Linked DNA regions of Mus musculus: all the other regions are linked to region 1. The links are chromatin contacts, called in public ChIA-PET maps. All regions are on one chromosome and are shown on one strand. Each heading gives the region's core, a stretch centred on a gene start, on an enhancer-like site or on the middle of the called end of the contact. The rest is flanking DNA. Distances are from core to core; before and after follow the strand shown.

The links. ChIA-PET counts read pairs in DNA pulled down with a chosen protein or histone mark.
Region 2: an RNA polymerase II ChIA-PET map of memory CD8 T cells shows a contact between it and region 1, with 19 read pairs. The contact joins two enhancer-like sites. A contact is called at or near these places in 2 of 484 Hi-C or Micro-C datasets (adipose-derived mesenchymal stem cells and embryonic stem cells) and 2 of 115 datasets of contacts at active chromatin or transcription factors (memory CD8 T cells and pancreatic cancer cells).
Region 3: a contact with region 1 is called in an RNA polymerase II ChIA-PET map of memory CD8 T cells, with 31 read pairs. The contact joins the promoter of Ube2k here to the enhancer-like site in region 1. A contact is called at or near these places in 2 of 39 promoter capture datasets (hippocampal neurons and pre-B cells), 1 of 484 Hi-C or Micro-C datasets (cardiomyocytes), 2 of 115 datasets of contacts at active chromatin or transcription factors (forebrain and memory CD8 T cells) and 1 of 9 other capture datasets (embryonic stem cells).
Region 4: a contact with region 1 is called in an RNA polymerase II ChIA-PET map of memory CD8 T cells, with 6 read pairs. The contact joins two enhancer-like sites. A contact is called at or near these places in 1 of 484 Hi-C or Micro-C datasets (cardiomyocytes), 2 of 115 datasets of contacts at active chromatin or transcription factors (memory CD8 T cells and pancreatic cancer cells) and 1 of 9 other capture datasets (embryonic stem cells).

The regions. Positions count from the first base shown.
Region 1 is chr5:64,988,385-64,992,021 of GRCm38.p6, reverse strand. The region is part of intron 2 of Fam114a1 (family with sequence similarity 114, member A1); the gene reads right to left. Among named protein-coding and RNA genes, the nearest start is that of Mir574, 20 kb to the right of the region's middle. Within about 2 kb of position 1,846, at least 43 of the 459 cell types and tissues checked have an H3K27ac peak or open chromatin away from gene starts, as enhancers often do. A contact at or near this core is called in memory CD8 T cells, where this site is marked.
Region 2 is chr5:64,295,278-64,298,914 of GRCm38.p6, reverse strand. The region is part of intron 14 of Tbc1d1 (TBC1 domain family, member 1); the gene reads right to left. Among named protein-coding and RNA genes, the nearest start is that of Gm38634, 40 kb to the right of the region's middle. Within about 2 kb of position 1,649, at least 169 of the 459 cell types and tissues checked have an H3K27ac peak or open chromatin away from gene starts, as enhancers often do. A contact at or near this core is called in memory CD8 T cells, where this site is marked.
Region 3 is chr5:65,535,673-65,539,309 of GRCm38.p6, reverse strand. Ube2k (ubiquitin-conjugating enzyme E2K) reads right to left here and starts at 2,065. Exons shown (of 7, transcript NM_016786.4): 1 at 1,764-2,065. The coding sequence starts at 1,826. It also overlaps a transcript of Smim14 not described here.
Region 4 is chr5:65,513,144-65,516,780 of GRCm38.p6, reverse strand. It overlaps a transcript of Smim14 not described here. Among named protein-coding and RNA genes, the nearest start is that of Smim14, 22 kb to the right of the region's middle. Within about 2 kb of position 1,685, at least 101 of the 459 cell types and tissues checked have an H3K27ac peak or open chromatin away from gene starts, as enhancers often do. A contact at or near this core is called in memory CD8 T cells, where this site is marked.

The sequences.
Region 1 (3,637 bases), core at 597-3,096:
CCTAACTCAGAAAGCAGAAGGCATCCTATGAGAACTCACTATGTTGTTGTTTTTCTCTCCTTCCCATAAAATCAGAAGAATGACCTTGTATAGTTGGGGCAAATCAGACTTGGATTGATCGAGGACATCTAAATCATAATTAGAGGGGCTAGAGAGATGCCTCAGCAGTTAAGAGCACTGGCTGCTTTTTCAGAGGACCTAGGTTTAATTCCCAGCATTCACATGGCGACTGGCAACCATCTATAACTGCAGTCCCAGGGGATCGAACGGCCTCTTCTGAAATCTGTGTGCACTAGGCATGCATGTGTTGCATAGACATACATATAGACAAAACACCCATCTACATATAATAAATAAAATTTAAACAAAAAATAAAACACAATTGGTCCTTTGAACAACGGCATCCATTGTGTGATCCTAAGAATATTTAACTATGCAGGGGATTCCATCAAGTTCAAAGTTCCTTAAATAGAGAAGACATCTAAATGTCTAGTATCCCACCTAATATCAAATAGAAAATACTTTTTAGGTTGGTCCTGTGACTTAGTGGTACAGCATTCTCCTGGTTTGAGTAAGGCCCAAGTTCCACTCCTAACACTACCATCACCACCACCCAAATGACCACATCATTTACTGAGGCTGGAGTGTGGCTCTGTCACAAAGCATCTGCCTAGTTTGTGTGAGACCCTGAGTCAGAGCTCTGGGAAAATAAACTATTTAATTTAGGCGAACCAGTTCAAAACTATAGGTACAAGGTAAATATCTAGAGGGGTCTGTCAAACACAAGGACCATTCACATGTAGGTGGAAATATATATATATATATTTCTGTGTTAAGATCAAAGACCAATCTGGAAGTCCCATCCCCAGGAGAGATGAGGAATCAGGTACCGTGTAGATCTCATACCGGGGATGCCTGTCATTAGACCCACGAGACCAGGTCTTCCTTAAGTCCTGTAACTCACAGCACAGATAACCTGTCATAAGGATCCTCAATGCAGCAATGAGGCTGCAGGTGTCCTGCCTGGGTGCCTGCTGCTCTGTCAGAAGGTCAGACTCGCAATGGCCTCAGTTATTTCCAAGTAATTTTCTTTCCTCATGAGTAAACCTTTTCCAACTCTAGGAAGATTTAAAACTTAAATGTGGAAAGGCTAAAGCACCAAAGCCACGCTATTAATGCTTTTTTGTGCACATTTGACCTTTTCTGTCCTACTGATATTTATGAAAGTTAACAGGGTCACAAGGTTTGAAAACCAATTTACAATGACCAGCTGAATTATCACATCACAGACTTTAGCTGAAATGGCCCACATTTAGGAATACTGTATTAACATTTAGGTCTTTAAGCCCACTTTATATATTTAATAGCTTGTATAACAATTATGAAGTACTCAACAAGGTTTTGTAATCTATAGATGAGGCACTTGAAAGGAAATAGAATATATTACAATTAAAACATTCAAGTCAATAGGAAAAAAAAGAATCAAATATTAAACAAATTTCCCTAGAAAACTGCTGCTCAATTTTGCTAGGCTTATATATAGAATTATGATTTTTGGGATGAAGAATTGAGTGTTTAAAATTGCAGTCTTAATAAACTAAACACTAACTATTTAAATCAAATTAAGCATCTAAGTAGATCTCCTTTTTATACAATACACACATCAGCTTACACCAAAACCCATCTAAACCCAAATTGAAGGATACCCAAGCCAAGGGACCATGGGTTCATTCTTCTGTTGTCATGGGAACAGTGTCATCCTTTTAGTTACCACTATCCTTACCACCTGACACTGCCCCACCCTGGGCTGGTTTGAGGTCTCTTGGCTTCCTTTTTCTCCCAACAGTGACTTCTCACATTTAACTATGCCCACAGTGTCTCCACCACAGCACCTCAACAGGAACAAGGGGTTTCTCTCAAACCTCTCAGCTTTATGCTCCATTATGTTTCTTCTCCAACTCTTCAGCATGATGCTGATCTTCTGTACCCACTCCTGTCATCACCTCTCCATCAAAGACAGCAAGAGTCCTCCCGCCACCACCTTATGAAGCCATCTGCATCAAAGTCACAGTGACTTCCTTGTTGTCAAGCTACAGACTCATGTTAGGCTTTCATTGCCTGAACTCTCAGTAGGATTTGAAACTTAACAGATTTAGATTTAAAGCACTCTAGTTTCATAGCATTGGTGCCCGTTCACTCTTCTTTACTATAACAAAATATCAGAGGCAGGCACATTTTATAAGGAAAAAGTGTTTACTGAGTTCACAGTTCTGGAGACTTCAAGGCAAGCTCCAGACCTGGCTTGGTTCTGCTGAGGGTCTCAAGGTGGATGCTGTCCCAGTAGTGGGAGCTCATGAGGAAGGAATTACATCTCAAAACAGGAAGCCAGAGAACAACTACTTGCTTAGGCTCATCCTTTTAACAACCCATTCTTGTGAGAGCTCAAGAGTCTCACAAGAGGCACCTTAATCCTTTCTGAGGACAGCTTTCCCAGGAACCCTAGGAATGCCCACTGGGCCCTACTTGCCAGAGGTACAGTTTCCCAATATCTCTGCACTGAGAACCAACCTTCTAACCCCATCCCTTAGGGAGCCAACTCAAACTATATCCAAAGCACAGCACTGCCGCTGCCCTATCTTTCCATTTTTACTTACTGTCAGCATTCAGTATTATGACTTCGGTTATTTTTAGAACACTCTTACATACATAGTATGCTATTATGTAGGCTTCTTAGATTAAGCTACAATCTGAGAGCTGTCAGCATTCCAATAAAATATGTACAGTCCAGGTCAGCAGGGCATTCTCATTAGGAAACCCAGGCTCCAGAGGCAGCCGTAATAAGCAATCCTATTATCTCTGCCTCCATTAACAGCTGATGGTTGGCTAATTAGCATTCCAAATTGCAGGAATATATTTTAACTGGTGAACACAGCAAACTTTTTACTAGCATCCCCAAATATCTGAAAAAAAAAAAAGGTCTTCAAGATTTGTAGATGGTTAAATACATCCAAGAGAGTCTTCATGTCTTGGCATGGCCAGGCACAAGGGAAACTTTTTCAGCCCAGCAGGATGAATGAGTGGTTACAGGTGCCGCTGCCAATCCTGATGAGTTAAGTTTGATCCCAGGAGCCATGTGGTGGAAGGAGAGGATTGACACCTGCAGGTTACCTCTGACTTCCACACATGAACCATAACACATGTGCACTCATACATATACATGCATGTGTGCACATGTGTTATGTGCCTTGTGTCAATGGTCGTCCGTTCAGCTTTGAACTCTGGGCAATTCTGGTTACTCATGCCTGGATTCTTCTCAGGGAAATAAATCTACCTCTGAAATTTAGTGAGCCTTTTCATGCAAGGTGATAGACAGAGACCTGAAGGATGGAACAGAGGAGCATTCTCAAACCGACACAGGAAACAATTTCCATGGACTATCTTACCTCTCGTGTCTATTGATGTTTCATTTAAAATATCAATTGTCTGCAAAATATCTCCACTTTGCTGTCTCTCGGTCTTAGACTCTTCTCAGCTCCTCTGTGTCCTATTAGACTTCTGTATCCTGGTTTTAGAAATCCCCACCCTTATCCACAGACACTGTGGGAATGCCACCTGGGGCAGTATACTAGACATAAAG
Region 2 (3,637 bases), core at 400-2,899, 690 kb after region 1:
CACTGGGGACTCCACTCCGCTCCGGAGATGAAGCTTTATATCCAGAAGCTACGGAAGAACGAGCAGAGTCACGTGGCAGAGATGAAGCTTTATATCCAGAAGCTACGGAAGAACGAGCAGAGTCACGTGGCAGCCCATGCAGGGCAGACATTCATAAGTGCTGGGGCACGGGAGAACGTAGGAAAGGAAGCAGGCGGTGTGAGAAGACTCTCAGGGAGAAAGTCCCAGGAGGAGTACAGGGAAGAAATGTGTGAGCAAGGGAAGAGTCAGAAAAGCCATGGCTAGGGAACAACCGGAATTCCACAGGGACCTTTATCTAAGTCGCTGCTGGACCGCAGGCCTGAGTGGCTCACAGCTGTAGCCAGGACCTCTGCTGCCCTCCTCCCCCGCCCACCTGCCTTGTGGGTATATGTCGCTGAAATTCTAGTCCCGCCCACCTATTACACAATGCTTATCTGGGTGTGATCTAAGGCTGGAATCCATGAAAGGAAGCCTGTGAGTTGGGAAACACTTTTGTGCTTGCTCGGAAGAGGGGATGAGGAAGTTTAAGCATAGAGGGATGCTATGAAACAGAAGTTTAAACTAGTGGACCCAGTCCTTGCCCGACTCCTATAATGTTCAGCTTGTTAAATGTGAAATTGTGGCCTCTCTCCATGGAAAACACAGCACTAAGGCTTTCCTGACCAGGCAAACATCCTGGACATATCAGCTTAAGAGACAGCATCGTCCTTAGGTATCCGCAACTGTTGAGGCAGCTGGCAGACTGAGGCAACCAAGCAAATGGCCACACATAGTCTAAGGGACCAGAAGATGTCTTTTTGACAATATGACTCTTCTGCAAAAATGACAGCCTCTGTGATGTTAAGTGTGAGCTGAACATAGGTGTGGCAGTAAAGCCTATAATCCAAGCACTCAGGAGGACTTCTGAGGTCAAGGCTGGTCTGGCCTACACTGCAAGAGTTTGTGTCAGAAAACAAAGCTGAACAATGTGGCTGCCATTTGTAGGGGAGGTGCCTACTTTTGTTTTCTAAATCCCCAAAGAGAAGAGGCTGTCTGCATCCTATGTGATTACAGCTTCCACTGACTGGTCCACATCCCTCCTATCAGGTAGACGCTGTCATTACTCTATGCTATACCTGCATATCTATGGAGGACATCGCAAAACCAGTGTTAGCCACACAGGTCACAGAGGAGCCACAATGGGGTAATCACCTCACTAGACTGACCACTAGCAAATTAACCAGAAAATAGCAAGAGAAGATGTGTGTGTGTGTGTGTGTGTGTGTGTGTGTGTGTGTGGAACCCTAGGGCACCGGGAAAGCACCAATGCTGTGAAAAGAGTGTGGCACATTAAAAATACAAGGGTCATTTGGTCAGGCGCCTCACTTCTGGCATTTGCACCAAGGTTCACAGTTAGTCACAACTGCTAAGAAATGGGTACTAAAAAAGGCCAGTCAATATAAGTAAGCAAAACCACACGTGGCACACAAAACACTGCAGGTATAATTTGACCTTGAAAGGGAAAACCTGCTATGAGCTAGCAAGAGGAAACTACTTAAATAAACTTGAAACAAGAAGACAAAGGCTGCCTTTCACAGGAACCATGTAAAGTAGCCACATTCATAGAAATAGAAAGTAGAACAAAGGTTAGTGTGGGCTGGGGACAGGGGAGGGTGCTAATGGCTTTAAGGGTTTCACTTTTACAAGAGGAAACTCACAACCAAAGCTGAGCATCTCAGCCGCTTCGAGGTGTAAGTGTGTGTTTTACACACAAACCAATGCCAGGGCACTACTCTGATCTGCGAGTACCTCCAAGGTCACGCAAGTACCTCCAAGGTCACCAAGTACCTCCAAGGTCACCCAAGTACCTCCAAGGTCACACAAGTACCTCCAAGGTCACCCAAGTACCTCCAAGGTCACCCACTTTCTCTCAAATGGCCAGAAGCAAATTATTATCACAGCGGGTCTTAGTAACCAGCATGGAATCTTACTTTTTAGTTTTTTTCCTTTTAAACAAGTCTTGCAATGTGGTACAATCTGCCCTTGAACTCTCTGCTCCTCCTGCCTCAGCCTCCAGAGACTATGGGAGTGCCCTCTCACACCAGGCCTAGAGTTTTGCTTTGCTTTGAAAACAAAGGCTTGCAGGCTGGAACGGGGCAGTGGAAAGAGCCTACAGATTCCCCTCTGGAGCACCACAGCTGGGAAGGGGAGGAGGGCATGAGAGGAAGAGGCCCGGCATGAGGAAGACTTCTGTAAGCCCGCGGCCTCCCAAAGGTCCCATCACTTTGACATCACAGCAGTCCAGAGCTCAGCATCTCCGTGTGGATGTGTGTGGAAAGTTCCCCGTTCTTTTCTGAAGACTCCCACTTCTGCCTTGTGTGGGAGGCCTGAGCTCTGAGGAGCTGTGCAATGCTGCCCCCTCACAGCTCCACAGTGACCATAACACATCTGACACAACAAGGAGCTGAGATAGGGACCAGGCACGGAGCTGAGAGGAGACAAGCAGGGCAGCCCCGCTAGCCCATGCTAGACCATGCTAGCCCATCTCCAAGCATCTGACAGGCTACTCTGTAAATGGTCCCCAAAGAACACTGATCCCAGACTCTTCTAAGTAAAGGACAAATGAAGACTGCTGTGAGCACTGGAGCTATTAAAGGACAAATGAAGACTGCTGTGAGCACTGGGGCTATGGGTCTCGGTCTTCTCATATATAAAGTGAGGCACTATAAGAATTTTCTTGTTTTGTTTAAACATGAAAAAAAAATTCCAGGCTATCAAGAAGAACTTTTTACAATCTATAGCCTTAGGGTATTGATGACAAGATTTAATCAAGTACAAAAAGAATCTTTCCACCTTGCTTACCATCAGTGTCTGTAGAAATGGCTTGGTGCTAAGAGCATGTACTGTTCTTGCAGAGGACACAGTTTTGGTCCCCAGTACCCACACTGAGCTGTACCCACAGTGAGCTGGCTGGAGTCACCTGCTGATCTTAGAATTCAATAGCCACTGAGGAAGATGGGCTTATAGTCCTCCATTGTTTCCTGAGTGCCCTTAGGCACAGCTACACAGCACAGGAGATGGCTAAGAAGCTGAGAACAACTTCCTGTCATTGAACTGGAAATGAGTGAGACAGGAAGAGGCTCAGGGAAGACAACCTGCTTGGTGACACTCTGCCACAAAAAGAGGCAAGAATTGGAGAGAAGAATCTACCACCAAAAGGCCTGGTGACCAACAGGTCCTGTTCTCACAAGCCTCAGCTTCTTCATCTATAAGGAAGTTGAATAGATGACTTTCAACATCCTCACCTGCTTTTAGGATTCCTTGAAAGTGGTACACTTGATATCTATCACACACTTTCAGCAATGCTATTTTGGGGGAGAAGTATGGGCAATCTTGACTCTGCCTATAGATGACCATATCAGCGAACAGAGAACACACACACTTGGGCTCTGCAGCTTCCATCAGTAGTTCTGAGTGGCAGGCAGTACAATGAGAAATCTCCTTAGATCTTTCTTGGGCAGCAAATCTAAGGAGGCAGGGGAGTGGCAGGATGATACTACTGAACTGGGTGCGGGGGCATATTCTAAACCTGTACTCTTGAATACTGTGTGATCTTACTTGTGGCCTCTGAGCACCT
Region 3 (3,637 bases), core at 816-3,315, 550 kb before region 1:
TAGATAAAAGAAAGCATGAGAAGTCTAAAGACTCCTACCACCTTATTATAGATGTTTGAGGCCAACAAGATTAGGTATTATCTTCCATTAAGAAACCCTGCCTCAAAAAAACGGGAAAAAAAAGAATATATATATATAAACAATCCCAAACTAAGTTTGCTTATTTAAAAAGTTTAAATCACCGTTAAAAATTTGTGAATACAGCCATTCACACTGTTTCTGCATTGTTCCACAAAAAATACAAAGTCATCCTTCCATTCAGAGTTTTGGCAAATGAATACAGAGGTCAGAGTTCATGCTACGTAAGGCAGATCACTACTTACTTCTTAGTATGCTCACTAAATCTGCTAATATTGTCATTTCAATTTTAAGTGACTTTCTACAAGTCTACTGGGACGATGGCTAATGATCTGCAAGCTGGAAGGCACAAATATAGGTGGAGAGCTACAAGATTTGTAACAGTTCCTCATGTGCTTAAAAGGCTTAATTTTAAAGATCATAATTGACATTATCAAAGCATCAAGCAAGCCTAGAAGAAAAACATGTAAACCTGAAAAAAATAATTACTTACAGAATTTTGTTGTTAAGTTCAATCATAGAAAAGCTAGCATTTTTGTCGATTTAGGTGGAAAAAGTTGTACTATTACTTTTACAGATGAGTAAAATTATTCAATCACTCTCAATATTTCACATAAATAAATTTGGCAAGCATTAATGTACTTAAAATTTGCAAGACTTACAATGTACTAGGAGTTTTATTTTTCTTAATATGCTATTTCCTGCTATAATATTGTGTCAAAAAAATAAACCTAACTCAATAGTGAACTACAATAACGTGTTATCTGATGAAATCCCTTGTTTTTTAATAGGCCTGTTTTTAAAAGTGAGACTCAAGTTAACTATGAGGGACATCATAATGAAGTTTCACAGTACAACACTAGTCACAGAGGCATTGCCCTAGGAGAGCCTGACACTGGTAAACAGTATTCTGAAATAGGCTACTCAGACACTCCATTATTCTCCCTACTTCAAATCATTTAATTAACAAACAACTTGCCTTTGACCAGACTAAAAGCTTTAAATGTCAATGATGAGGCCTAGTTACGGGCTGGGTCCGTAGAAAAGAGATTACCACCTCATTCGGAATTATTTCTCTATCTGTAGTGGAAATTGTTTCAGTTCCCTTCCCATTATGTCTCCCTTTCCCCCAACACTACACTGGAAGGGAGTAACTCAAAGTCTTCCCCTCGTCTATACCTAAAGACTGTGGAGGTTCCTTCCCCAAGGAGAAGACAGCAAAGGCCCCGGCCGGCGATCTCCAGAACACCCCGAAAAGCGTGGGCCTGGGGGGTGCGCTGCGGCCGGGGGATCCAGTTACTACCTTTCCCCTTCCCCCAACCCACTTCCCGGGTTTTCTCGGCCTGCTCCTTCTTCCCCACCGCCTAGTCACACTTCCAGATGTTGCCGCCACCGCCTCGGGGCTCCCTCTAGAGCTCACGTGCCCCCGACGAGTGCTTCGGCATCGGCCCTCCAAACCCCGTTCCTCCCCAGGCCGGCCGGCCGGCCAGCCGCCCGCGAGACCGCCTCTCCCAGGGCCCGGGGAGGGGAGGGAAAGGCGGCGGGAGGAGGAGGGGAGGCCGCCGCTTCCCCAGAGGCAGAGAGGCGGCCGCAGCGAAGCCGGCCAGGGCCCGCCGGGGGTCGCGGAAGGAAGGGGCCCTGCCGCCCGGGGCTGAGATGGGGGCGTCCGGTAGCTCGTTCCTGACCTCCTCGCTCTTCAGCACCTCCTTGAACTCCCGCTTGATTCGCTGCACCGCGATGTTGGCCATGTCTCTGCCCGCAGCTGATTCGTACCCGCCTCCTCCGCCACCGCTACGACCACCGCCACCGCTGCCACCTCTTCCTCCGCCGCCGCCTCCTCCCTCAGCGATTCAGACCCGAGCACACGAACGCTGCCACTGCCACCCTCGCCGTCGCGTTCCTCCTCACTGTAGAATCACCTCCGCGCCCGGCCACCAAAATGGCGCCGGGTCCGCGCATGCGCACCACGCTGACCCGACCGGGCGGCGCAGCCGCTCCAGTGGGAGCCCCATACGTCTCCAGCAGCGAGCCCGCGCCGCGCCGCGCCGCGCGTCTCAGCCGGGGCTTCGGCCGCGTGGCTCCGCCCTGCCGGCGGCTGGGGCCAGGAGGGTGCGGCTTCGCGGCCTGTCCGCGGGGTCTGGGCCTGCCGGGTCCTCCCCTGCCCCTCGGCCTCCTTTACAGAGAGACCTCCAGTCCCTAGGCTGGGACCCGAGGTGGGAGCCCGGCCTGGCGGGTGTCCCCGGCCCTAGCCGGGCCGAGCCCCGCTCTAACTCGGCCAGACCCAGAACCCACGGGCTCGAAGTGCCTCCCTGTGTCTAGCGGAGGAAAAAGCTATGCAGGAACTGGGTCCTGCCCAGCGTCCGTTGGTAAACCCCCGGGAAATCCACTGCCGTAGCTTTTGTTCTGGAACCATGATAAGGCAACTATTATTCGGTCATCTCAGGTATTACAGATGTTTAAGGTTGTGTAATGGTTGTGTCCCACGGCTTGTAATTGATACAGGTGTTGCCAGAAAGAGGCCTGTGATGGGTTTAAAAGCCAGAAGTTACATCTTTGCCCTGTTTAGATAATCAATGCTGAACTGCAGAACTAAGGTGTTTTTCAAACTTGAAAGTGCCTCGGAATCCCTGGAGAGCTGGTTAAGATTGTTAGCACCTATCTCTAGAGTGTGGATGGACCTAAGAATTGGCATTCCTAGCAAGCTCCCTGCTGCCCGTTTTTCAGCGGCCACGCTGTGGGAATGACTGGATTAAGCATGTGAAGAACTGTATTTATTATAGTGACAGTTGAAGAAATAGAAGGCCGAAAGAGCTTTAAACTTACAAAGGTGTTTGGCGCTTGTATTGAGTGAATATAGTTGAGTGGAGAAAAGAGAAACGAGTAAAATTATTTAATTGAGCAATAACGTGGAGAGGCTATTTGAAAGTGGTTAGTAGAGTTTAAAACAATATGGTGTGGGTGCTGAGAGGTACTTTGAAAATAACATTTTGAGCGCCGGGCATGGTGGCGCACGCCTTTAATCCCAGCACTCAGGAGGCAGAGGCAGGCGGATTTCTGAGTTCGAGGCCAGCCTGGTCTCAGAGTGAGTTCCAGGACAGCCAGGGCTATGCAGAAAAACCCTGTCTGGAAAAACCAAAAAAGTAAAAATAAAAAAAAAAGAAAGAAAATAACATTTTGAAATTATGAAGGTGTTATTGTAGGAATATGTTTCATGTATTCACCTAATCGATCAGTTCCGTATTCCATTTTAAGACTAATGCTAGCTGAGTGTGGTGGTACAAGCTTGTAATCCTAGATTGGGAGTCAGAAGCAGGAGGACCATCAGTTCGAGAATCATGTTTCCCTCATCTGTGAGATAAGGAGGTTGTTTAAACTTCTAAGAGTTCAATTTTTCTTTTTTTTTTTCTTTTTATATTTATATTATATGTAAGTGCACTGTAGCTATGTAGCTATCTTCAGACGTCCATAAGAAGGCATCAGATCTTGTTACAGATGGGTGTGAGCCACCATGTGGTTGTTGGGATTTGAACTCAGGACCTTCAGAAGAGCAGTCAGTGCT
Region 4 (3,637 bases), core at 436-2,935, 520 kb before region 1:
TCAAGTGGACAATGAAAATTAACCATCACAGACTATTGTCAGAAACCCACCAGTAAACTGAGGTTTCGTGACTTTTCCCTCTGAAATGGGGATAATCTTGTGCACATAAACATGGTGTAAATACAAAATATGGTTATAACACAAAAGGCACCATGTCTCTACAGAGGCAGAAAGTGACCAGAATACAAATTTCTTGATTCTGAAATTTCTCCTCTAGCCCAAGTTCTTTTTTTTTTCTTTTCCAAGCGTTTCCTTGCTGTCTGGAGAGTTTTTTTTTTTTTAAGATTTATTTATTTATTATATATATGTAAGTATACTGTAGCTGTCTTTAGACACCCCAGAAGAAGCACCAGATCTCATTACAGATGGTTGTGAGCCACCATGTGGTTGCTGGGATTTGAACTCACAACCTTCAGAAGAGCAGTCAGTGCTCTTAACCGCTGAGCCATCTCTCCAGCCCTCTAGCCCAATTTCTAATCAAGACTTTGAACAAAAGTACACCATGACAAATTTTAAAATGTACACTTCCACAATGCACTCAGCAATTCAAAGTGAATGAGAAAGGGAGGGGCACTGAGGTAGTACTGAAAAATGTGAAGTCAATAAAACAGGCATAGAAACCAGAAAGCTGCAAGAGGCAGTAAGGAGAAGCAGGCAGAGGGAAAAAAACAAGAGAAAACAAATGACTGGGGACTGATTTCTTTGCCACGGTCCTTGGCTGTGCTGTACCAAGAAACTCATTTATAAAGGGAGAAGACTAGAAATGCATCAGGATCGGTGAGGAAGGAAGACAAGAATGAGGGGTTGGGTTCCCATGGCTATGCAAAGCTGTTTTGATTGGTAGGAAGGAAGCAGTGACTGTGTCTGCGCACCTCCTCAGGGGAGACTCAGGGGTTGAAGGGATGCTGAAGGACGGTAAACTGAGCTGGCATGGGTTGTTTGATTTTAGTAACTTGATTGTCTAGACAGGGTTGACAGGGATGTGTTTCGGGATGGCTTTGAACTTCCATGGTAAAGGACAACCTGATCCTCCTGCCTTTATCTCCCAAGATCTAAGATTACAACACTGTGCCACCACAGTCTATTGTCCCACCACATCTAGTGCTTGGTGGGCTTTTTGTTATTGTATTTAGTGTGTGCATGCACACACCACTGCATCCCAGCACATATGGGGTTTTGGGAGTTGGGTGTCTCCCTCCATCATAGGGATCCCAGAAATCGAACTCAGATTCTCCGGGATGTCAGAAAGCACTTTTATCCACAGAGCAGTTCGGTGACCCAAGTGATGCATTTTTATTTGTTTAATTGTTGTTTGATTTTTTTTTCTAGTGGGTGTAAGGGGTGTCTGTGTGACCATATATGGGTGTGAATGGGCAGATGTCCACAGTGGCCAGAAGAAGAGCTTGGATTGTCTGAAAGAGCAGCAGGTGTCCAAACTTTGAGCTATCTCTCCAGTCCACTTGATGCACATTTTAAAAAGGTGCTTCTCTCTCTCTCTCTCTCTCTCACACACACACACACACACACACACACACACACACACACACACACACACACACACACTCGGGGAGCCAGAGAGCTGTTTAGGATATGATTTAAGTTTCAGGAAGCGTCCTGTGGTTGACATCTGTTCATCGGTTACTCTTTGTTAATCACCTTGGGAAGGAAACAGGATCTGAAAGTCACTGACGTGTCCAAAGCAAATACAATATGTTTGGTGTGTAGCTGTGTCTCAGAATATGGAGAGAGTCATAGTTGGGGGTCTTGGGAAAGTATGTGAACTGTGTCACAAAGATCAAATATTCCAACTAGATGATGGAGCATTGCACTGGAGGTTGAACCATCTGGGCAGAACAGTTCCTCAATAACCAGTCTTCTGTCAAACTGACATTTCAGACAATCAAGTCCTACTTCCTTTTCAAAGACTTATTTAAAAAGTGTCTTTGTGTACAGTAGGGGAGAGGAGGCTCCTGAGTGTGCCACAGCCCATTTCCTGCTGAGCCAGTTCTACTCCTTGCCTGTGCAATGAGTGACACAGAAGACCAGTAGGTGCTGACGATTGAGCCAAGCATGTAGGCTACCAGCCTCTTCCACTCTCTCCAGCTCTCACCTTTTATTTCCACATAGTACAGGCTAGACTTGAGCTCATGATCTTCTGCCTAAAGCCTTTGAGATTTATTTTTTAAATCTTTTTTTTTTTTGAGTCCTCTTTCTCATCCCTTATTAGGAGGAAGGAGAGATCCAAGGAATACAATTTGAAGCTAGTGTCCATCTGAGTTCATGGGGAATTCCCATCGCCAGTTAGTTATTCTGTAATGGCCTCAAGCACTTTGCAGGGACAGAAGAAAAATCATAAGGAACCTATTAACTGAACAGGGTCCTCATGATGACTAAGAACACATTGTTCAGTGTGAACTTAGTGTCTGATGTCTTTTTAAAAAGTCATTAAAGCGAGTCCTTGTGAAGTAGATTTATATATGACTATTAGTGTAACTGCATACAGAGTTAAAGTCCAGAATGCCAGAATGTTACTAGAGACCAGAGGTTTTTAGACCTTTTAGACTTTTGCAGAAATTTTCTTTCTTTCTTTTTGGTAAATGGGGCATTTGTTTTGTTTGGAAGTTTGCTTGAGACGGGGGTTTTACTAATATAGCACTGGCTGGCCTGAAGCTGGCTACGTGTAGACCAGGCTGGCCTTCAACTCACCAAGATTTGTCTGCCTCAGCTTCACAGATGATGGGATATGTGCTACCATGCCCAGCTTAAAAATGGTTTTTGTTAGCATATATGGTGAAAAATTCTTAAGAAGTCTCTCTCCAAGAGCAACAGATTAAAATTAAGAACACAGTCAACTTCAGTGATGTGTACTGGCTTTTCTCCACTCTTAGAGGTTCTGTTCTGAAAACCACAGGACCTCCACTAGGGCTGATTGAGAAGACCCAAAGGAAAAGGATGCCCACGGACAGGAGAGTTGTACATCTGAGTGCGGTGAACTAGATAGAGGCTGGCTGTTGTAGGACAGGATCATGGCCAGGAGCACAGTGCTTCATGGGTGTAATAAAGGGAGGTCCCAAAGGACTGGCAATGAACTCTTGCTGGCTTCCCTTCAGGAATGCAAAGTGAAGTTCAAACTAGCAGTTAGGTTAACCCTTGCCTCGTCTCTATTATATTTCCCATTTGTAAATAATTGTCTGATGCCCTCTTCTAACCTTTGGGGACACCTGGCAGGCACATGGTGTATCATATAGACAAAAGACTCATACATATGTGTGTGTGTGTGTGTGTGTGTGTGTGTGTGTGTGTGTGTGTGTGTGTGTGTATGCTGGAGAGATAGCTCTATAGTTCTTGCTGTTCCAAGTGCTGGGATTAAAGGTGTGCACCAGCTCCACAGTTAAGAGACCTTACTGCTCTTGCAGATTTTGGGTTGGTTCCCTGCACCCACATGGTGGTTCATAGCTTCCTGTAACTCTACCTCCAGTAGATCTGAACTCTACTGGTATTGTACACACATAGTGTACAAACACATGTGAATAGCACATACACATAAAATTAAAAAGAAATCTAAAAACAAGTTATATACACATAAAATAATAAATATGTATTTTAAAAACTGTTTCCTTGGGCACTGGTAATGGAG